Regions from separate parts of the Hordeum vulgare genome. Here region 2 is linked to region 1. The links are chromatin contacts, called in public Hi-C maps. All regions are on one chromosome and are shown on one strand. Each heading gives the region's core, a stretch centred on a gene start, on an enhancer-like site or on the middle of the called end of the contact. The rest is flanking DNA. Distances are from core to core; before and after follow the strand shown. Region 1 holds the start of LOC123402114 (probable beta-1,3-galactosyltransferase 2). Region 2 holds the start of LOC123403762 (OVARIAN TUMOR DOMAIN-containing deubiquitinating enzyme 2).

What was found. Hi-C and Micro-C count contacts between places; a contact is called where the count stands out from the background.
Region 2: a Hi-C map of seedling shows a contact between it and region 1, with 2.6 times the contacts expected there. The contact joins the promoter of LOC123403762 here to the promoter of LOC123402114 in region 1. A contact is called at or near these places in 3 of 6 Hi-C or Micro-C datasets (leaf and seedling) and 1 of 1 datasets of contacts at active chromatin or transcription factors (embryo).

What each region holds. Positions count from the first base shown.
Region 1 is chr6H:100,315,051-100,318,550 of MorexV3_pseudomolecules_assembly, reverse strand. It overlaps LOC123402114 (probable beta-1,3-galactosyltransferase 2), which reads right to left and starts at 2,017. Exons shown (of 12, transcript XM_045095995.1): 1 at 1,849-2,017; 2 at 1,272-1,761; 3 at 538-634; 4 at 275-336; 5 at 1-163. The coding sequence starts at 1,372.
Region 2 is chr6H:100,542,808-100,546,660 of MorexV3_pseudomolecules_assembly, reverse strand. It overlaps LOC123403762 (OVARIAN TUMOR DOMAIN-containing deubiquitinating enzyme 2), which reads right to left and starts at 2,379. Exons shown (of 9, transcript XM_045097674.1): 1 at 2,191-2,379; 2 at 1,491-1,586; 3 at 1,344-1,389; 4 at 365-473. The coding sequence starts at 1,555.

The DNA of each region.
Region 1 (3,500 bases), core at 768-3,267:
AAAAGCAGTATTGATGCCAATCACCATGCGGTACTTTCTCCTCCCAATCGACTCAGAAACTTTGAAGTCTTCTGAAACAGGGGAACCGTTGAGCAATGACTCTTGCAGGGTTCTAGCAGCCGAGAGTTCTGTCTCTAAGGTCGCTATTGTCTTATCTAGTGTCCTACAACCAAAAAATTTGGAAATGCAAGTCATAACCATTTTTTCCATAAAAAGGATACTTCCAATAAAGGAACAAATGATGCGCTCAATAAAGACAAAGCCGGTTACATACTGTACATCATGATGAGTATCTTGATCTGGTAATACATCTTTGTATTTTTGCAGTTCTTGAACCTAGCAGCACATGATAATCAAACTATGTATCAACGATTAATGCGGGTGGTACAACATAATAAATCTACAACACTCATTACACAGAAGCAATCTGCTTTTATAACACTGACTTGTGCGGCTGCTGTACAATATATGAATATCAATGTGCAATTATGGAATCCTTGACAAAAATGAATGGAGGGAGAAGTACACCACCGGTACCTTTTTTGAACCACAGTCTGCATCAACTAGAGCTTTGCCTTCCTCGACGCTTTGATTCGGTAGCGGAACCTCGGTTGCCTCCGGCAGTGTCCACATTCTGGATCAAGCAAACCGGATGCGCAAGAATCATTTACTGTACTAAACTTCGGGGTCGAATGGCATCGCAATGGAGAAAAACATTCCAATTCAAGAGAACAGAAGTAGTAGACGTTCATAAGATGTGATCACATCTTACAGTTGTGGGTAGGAGTACAGTTATTCAATGTTGGAGGAGGATACATCACCTAGTAGCAATAATAACTCGTCTCTACAGTTATATCAAGAATCTGCGCAGGATCATCCGCACTCGGACCCAGTTGTGGTAAGGAAAAATGGCCCGATGTGGCAGCAAACCCACCGAATTCCTAAATTCATGGAGCCTTACTTGACGCACCCGCAATTCGGCAGCATCAGAATCGGACTTTGCGTGACAAGATTAGCCAAAAACAGGTGGATTATTCGATGGCGGGGCAGAACGAAGAGGCTGCCGACAGGAATCGAGAAATCCCCAAATCGAGCCTTGGCAACCCCATCGGCCATCCGATCTCTAGTCTCACAAATTGGAGGCTGGCGAGACGTCGCGGATCTTGCGCTAGGCCCAGCTGAACTCGAGCTGGTATCGGAGCTGAGCTGAGCTGGGAATCTTGGGAGGGAAATTGAGGAAGCAGGAGGGAGAATTGGGGGTGCTGGTTTACCTGTTGGTGAAGAGCAGGCCGAGGCAGAAGCTCCCGAGGCAGAGGAGCACGGCCCACCGCTTGGACACGCCTCCATCCCCTCCGGCTTTCTTCCAGCTCATGGTGGCCTCCGCCGCCGCCGCCGCCTACAGCACGGTGTCCTCGCCTCCTCAGTCTCTCACCTTCTCCCACAGTGCATGTAGTAGGAGGGAGCAGGAAGGAAGGAGGCCTCGTTCTTGGCTGGTTGCCCTTGGCGGTCTCGCACGCACGCACCTCTGCGCTGCTCACGGCTCACCTCGCCTGGTCACCTTCCCCCCACCCCACGACGGGCCATGTGGGTGTGGTGCGGAGGTCAGTCAGTGTCCACTGGCGCACGCCATTAGCCCCGCCCGCATTGATTAATCTAAACGCGACAGCGGGGGGGACGGCAAGCCCCGAGGTGGGGGTGGATGGACGGTCGGTCCGTCCGTCGGCAGCGTCAAGAAAACAACCGAGGAGCTGAGCCGCAGTCCTGCAGAGGTGGTGGTGATGGTGGCGGGTAAAAACAAAACGAACGGCCAAGCGAATCGAATCAAGGTGGCCGGCCACTTGTTGTTACCGGATCAGAGCTCGGCGCAGGGATGGTTCGCCCGGGATTCGAGACCCTCGAGGTCGCGGGAGCGCGGTCCCGCGCTGCTCTTTTTTAATGGCGCGATCTCGTCCCTTCCCCGGCGCGGATAGATGGATAGATGGAGTTCCACGAGGACCACGGTGGCTTCTCACATGCGCCTGCAGGCTGCCGCCGCTGCGGCTGAGCTGAGCCACTTGCTTGAGGGTGATGGTGGGGTGGGGTGGGGTGGGGTGGGGGGATGTGGAAGGCTCAACCGCTCGCTCTGTGTTCCCCGTGCTCGTGTTGTTGTGCCGTCGCAGTCGCTGCACGGCTGTGGAAGGAAGGATGCTGCGGTTGCGCCTTGCGAGGTGCCATGGTCAAATCGCGTTTTCTTGTCCTGCTGGACTAATTTATTTATTTTTGAAACTGTCCTGCTGGTCTAATTAAGTTGCAGATTTTTTTATGGAACAACCTTGTACCACTCCATTATAAAGTTAGACTAGCTAGGACGCCGAGGCGCATGAAAACCGCGTCATCATCCTCGTCCGGCTCCCGCTCCCGCTCCTTTGGATCACCGACACTCTTCCCTGTCAAGCCAGAGTTGCTGAAGACCCTGTTCGGGCTGTGCACGCGCAGCGGCGGCATCATCATCAACGAGGACGGCTCCTTCTCTCGCCTCGTCAAGCCGAAGATCGGGCCGGCGCTCCTCTCCATCAAGCAGGAGCACCTGGACATGGCCGCCGCCGACGAGACCGTCCTCGAATGGGCGTGGGACACTTCGTCCGGGAGTAGATGATAAATGCGAGGGTCTCGATCTTTCGATGAGATGATGACTATCGATTTGGTGGAGACGACTTTGACGAACCGACTACAAACGTGCACGACGTTGCACCTTAGCAATCACTAAAACAACTCTAAGAGGTTATTGACCACGTCGGATCACGATCAACCTCACCACAAAGGTCTCTTCCTGCAAGCAATCGAAGAACAAACAAGAATATGATAAAAGCAATCTGAATATTGCGAATATATATGAAGTATTGATAAAGATGAGGATCTGAAAGCGGTCTTGGTCTGATCGTTGGCACAAACGAAGTACACGAAGTTGGAATGGCTAACTTTTAACTAAACAAATTCCAAGAAAAAATCTACTAGGTTGATCTACTTATATAGGAGCAAGGGGTGGAGGCCAACGATGTGGGAGGACGTTCCAAGATAGCCTCCAACCAACCCTAGGTCGTACAAGGCCCATAGGCCCAAATGGAGGTGATGCAACACCTTTGGAGTTATAGTTTTACTCGGACTCTCATGCAATCTCAGATTGTTCTGTAATTATCTTCACGTTCCGGACGAATTTAAAAGTGATTCCAATTAAGCCGAAACGTAGATAAAAATCTACTTTCAAACAAAAAAATCACCCGATTCGGAGTCGTGTGCAGATGTTGTTGATATTTTGAGACAGGTGTGTCTGTGCAGTCCGAATCTGAGTACAGAACGTGAGAGAGTTGGACTTTATCTTTTCTTGAACTAAAGTGACGTGAGAGAACTTCTTAAACAACACATAATCATTTGCTTTAATGTGAGGACTTTTTGAACAACACTTAATCATTTCCTCTTCCTTTATCTTCACACGTGATTCAGGCAAGCGTTCGACAATTATG
Region 2 (3,853 bases), core at 1,130-3,629, 230 kb before region 1:
TAACAGAACGTATGAACTAATTACTGCTACCTCTGTAACTAAATATAAGATGTTTTTGCAGTTCAGTTTGAACTGCAAACACGTCTTATATTTAGTTGCGAGGGTAGTAGTATATTACTAAGGGAGGCTTATAGTTTTATGGTAGAGATGCCTAACGAGGAATACTGAGTTCTTGAGTCCTGGCAATTTTCTTAGGACAAGGTCCCCATATTATGTTTTTCTCTTGGGGCAAAGAGGATGTAATTCTGGGAGATGATATGACTGCATCGCTACCAGTCTTCAAACAAAATTGCACAGGAACACTTCAAACTAAGTAGTTTCAGCATCGATATTGCTACACATGAATCATAGCGCTGAAACTCACCTCCCCACTTCTCAGGGTCCAAAATCCAAGCACAATACGCTTCATTTGGTTTGCCAAGAAATGCTTCGTTGTACTTTTCAGGATCACTTGCAACTGCTGCTGCTATGACCTTCAAGCAAACGGGAAATAAAAAGTAGCAAAGTCAGCACTGTAAATTCAGAAAGGTAAGCAAAAAGGCGATAACAAGTACAATCCAACAATTTGTAATACTCCCTCCGTTCCTAAATATAAGTCTTTTAAGAGATTTCACTAGATGACTACATACGAAGCAAAATAAATGAATCTACACTCTAAAGTATGTCTATATACATTCGTATGTAGTCCTCTAGTAGAATCCCTAGAAAGACTTATATTTAGGAACGGAGGGAGTAACAGTTTCTAGCTAAAAGGAACATCATGGTGTACATAATAATGTTTTATTGCTTCATTTATCTGACCTACAGTAAAGTCGTCTTCAATTGTGTTGGCTTTTGTTTTCTACAGATAGATTGTATGGACAGAACACATCTAGTTTATTTACACACATGATTTGAAGGACAAAATATCGCGGAAGTAATTGAAGGACTTGGATGTTTTGAAGCTGCTGGTATGTGAATGATGCATAATAACTTCCGCATTGAAGGACTGAAGCTTATCATTCCAAAATCAATCTAGGGTACTTGATAAGCATGCTATGCTCTTTACACTGTACATTAAATGACCCGTGGTCTCAATTTTCTGTCAAAACCAGTTGTGTGATGACTTGCAACTGCATTGATTGGAACAGCTTTTCTGGACGAGACGGTCTCATGCCGTTTTGACAAAAATACTGAAATATCTTAGAGCCATATATGAAATGCTGGACATCAACTGAACAGATATAGATAAAATTCTTCTAGAACTTATATAATGGCATCTTTTGATCAACTGATGCGATAAGGTTGGCTCTGACAACACAACAGTTTTGCCAAATTGCTAAACAGATATCAGAAGCAGTTACCTGTCTGAGCTCAGGAGCCTTGTTTTTGTTATTCTCCATCACGTAACTGCACCAGGAGAGGTGTCGAGAAGCACAATCAGCGACCACATCATCTGCGAAATCGTTTCCTTGCCAGTACAACATATCACGACAGGCGCAGAATCATACCCGACGGCATTGAAGAGGCAACTGTTGTCCGAAGGGATCACTCTCCTCACGACAGGGCCATCCATTTCCACGCAGCTAGGAAACACGCCTGAATCACTGAAACGGCGAAAATAAAGATTCAGAACCGCGCTCAACTAGGGCTGGTACTGCACGCATCCCAATCGACATTTTCCACTTGGAATCAGACGTCAGATTGAAAAATAACAGCAAATACATAGTACATACATACATGCTACTGGAGACGAGCGTACATTTTCTTTCACTTAGAAAAGGAAGAAGACGCCCAGGTTGACATCGTGACGCAACAACAGCAGGTATCGCGAACGCGCGATCTGCTAATTCGAACCCCCGCGTACTGGCGAGGGACGCCTAAACGACGCCTGCTACCGGCTCGGCGCTATAACGAGGCAAATGAGACGGTGTACCATAACAAGGCAACCCACCCGCTCGCCAACAACCACCAACAAACGAGCAATTCGAACCAATCCCGCACTATCAGGTGGCATGGCAGGCGAGAGGCGTCAAGGGATTGGGACCCTCGCGAGCTGCGGCAGACGAGAAGCAAGCAGGCGGGTTTCAGCGCCGCGGAATCACACACACACATGCACAGGCGCGCGCGCGCGCACACACACACACACGCACACACCTCGCGAGCTCGCGCGCGCGCACACACACGCACACACCTCGCGAGCGTACGTACCGGGAGGCAGGGCGAGGGGTTCGGCTCGGGCGCGTGGCCAGTCGGCCTTCCGGGCGAGGAGGAGGACGAGTCGGCGGCGGCTGCGTCGGAATCCTCGGAGCTCTGAATTGGGGGAGGGGTAAGAGGAGCGCGAGGGAAGGGGAGGGAGATGTATGAAAACGGGCGAGGGACGGAATGGGAAATGAAGAAGGCGACGGGAGGAAGCAAGGAATTAATAACCTGATCTGGAGAGAGGCAGGCAGGGAGAGGCAAGTTGGGCGGATCTGGCACGCCTCTGCTTTTGGTTTTGGTTTTGGTTTGCGCCTGTGGGCGTGGGGCTTTGCTGCGGTGGGGTGGCCGAGCTCCCCGGTCCAGGTGTCCTGCCTGGCGCGAGGCCACCTGCTTTGCCTCAAATGCTATCGGCTGCTTGAGAAGCTGGCCAACGGCAGAGCACCGTCCTCCTCCAGCCAGCCAGCTTGCTTTTCCGTGTCATATATGCGTTTCACTAAGGGCATCTCCAACAGGCGTATGATGAGCGTTGGTAAGTTGGCCACGTAGACTATTTTGATGACATGGCAGGTAATAATAGCAGAGAGAGAACCAAAACGTATGATCCTGAACCGACGCTCCGGACACAAGCTCCGAGGCCAGCCCGTTCCTTTCTTTAGCATTCAAGTGGGGTCGTCTGGATCTGGTGCGAGTAGCCGCCCCAAAATTTCTCCTCTCCTGCGTGTATATCCCGATTTCCTCTTTGGCGCGCCAAATCACTCTGCTGCTCGCGCCCAAATTGCCCTGCTGCTCCCGCCTCCATCAAATCCCCTCTCGCGTTCATCTCTTAATTTCACTTTGCCCCAAACTTCTGGCCATGAGCCGCCAAACTAGGGTTCAAGCGCCGCCGCCGCCGCCGCCGTATTCGTGGCCGGCAACGGCTGTTACCAGCGAACCCACGCTGACTCCCGACGTTGCTGCGTCCTATGGTATAGCTCCTTCCATGCAGACCATGGGCACCTCCACTCCTCCCGGCTATTGGAGTTCGTCAGGATCTCCTCCCCTCATGCCCGTGAAAGATTTCAGGTACGTACACATGTACAGCTAAGTCCATGGTTGATTTTGGTTTCTTCAGTGTGCACTTGTATTCTGAACCCACAGGTGTGGAATGATACAAAAATGTAAAGTACGCACGACAACCATTCGTTATACTCACATGGAGCACTGAGTTTGATAACAGTTCTATGCTAAAAATATTTGCTATATAATAAATTGTCATTTTTTCTGTTCAGTTCTGTTAGCAATCATCTTAAGACGTACATATTTGCTATATAATAATCAGTGCTTCACCAACTGATGTTGTACGGCAACAAGTCAGAATACGGAGGCGGAGGAGCGTTCTCTGAATTTTGGATATAACTAGAAGACAAATATGAGTATTTTATTAATATGAGCATAATTACTTCTTAACCAGATTGTTGATAATTATTTTGCAGTGGAATGGATTCATACCCACCCGGTGGTTTCTTAAGTTATTTTAAAAATCCGTCGATTCCTGCTATTTCATCGCAAACTTCTCATGAGTCACTCGTGCCACACAACATCAGTATTGGTGGTGGTCATCCTCCATGTGCTCCAGTTATGGCACCACATCCATCAATGGCCAAAGGCATGATTCCTGATAATGTTGAAATAT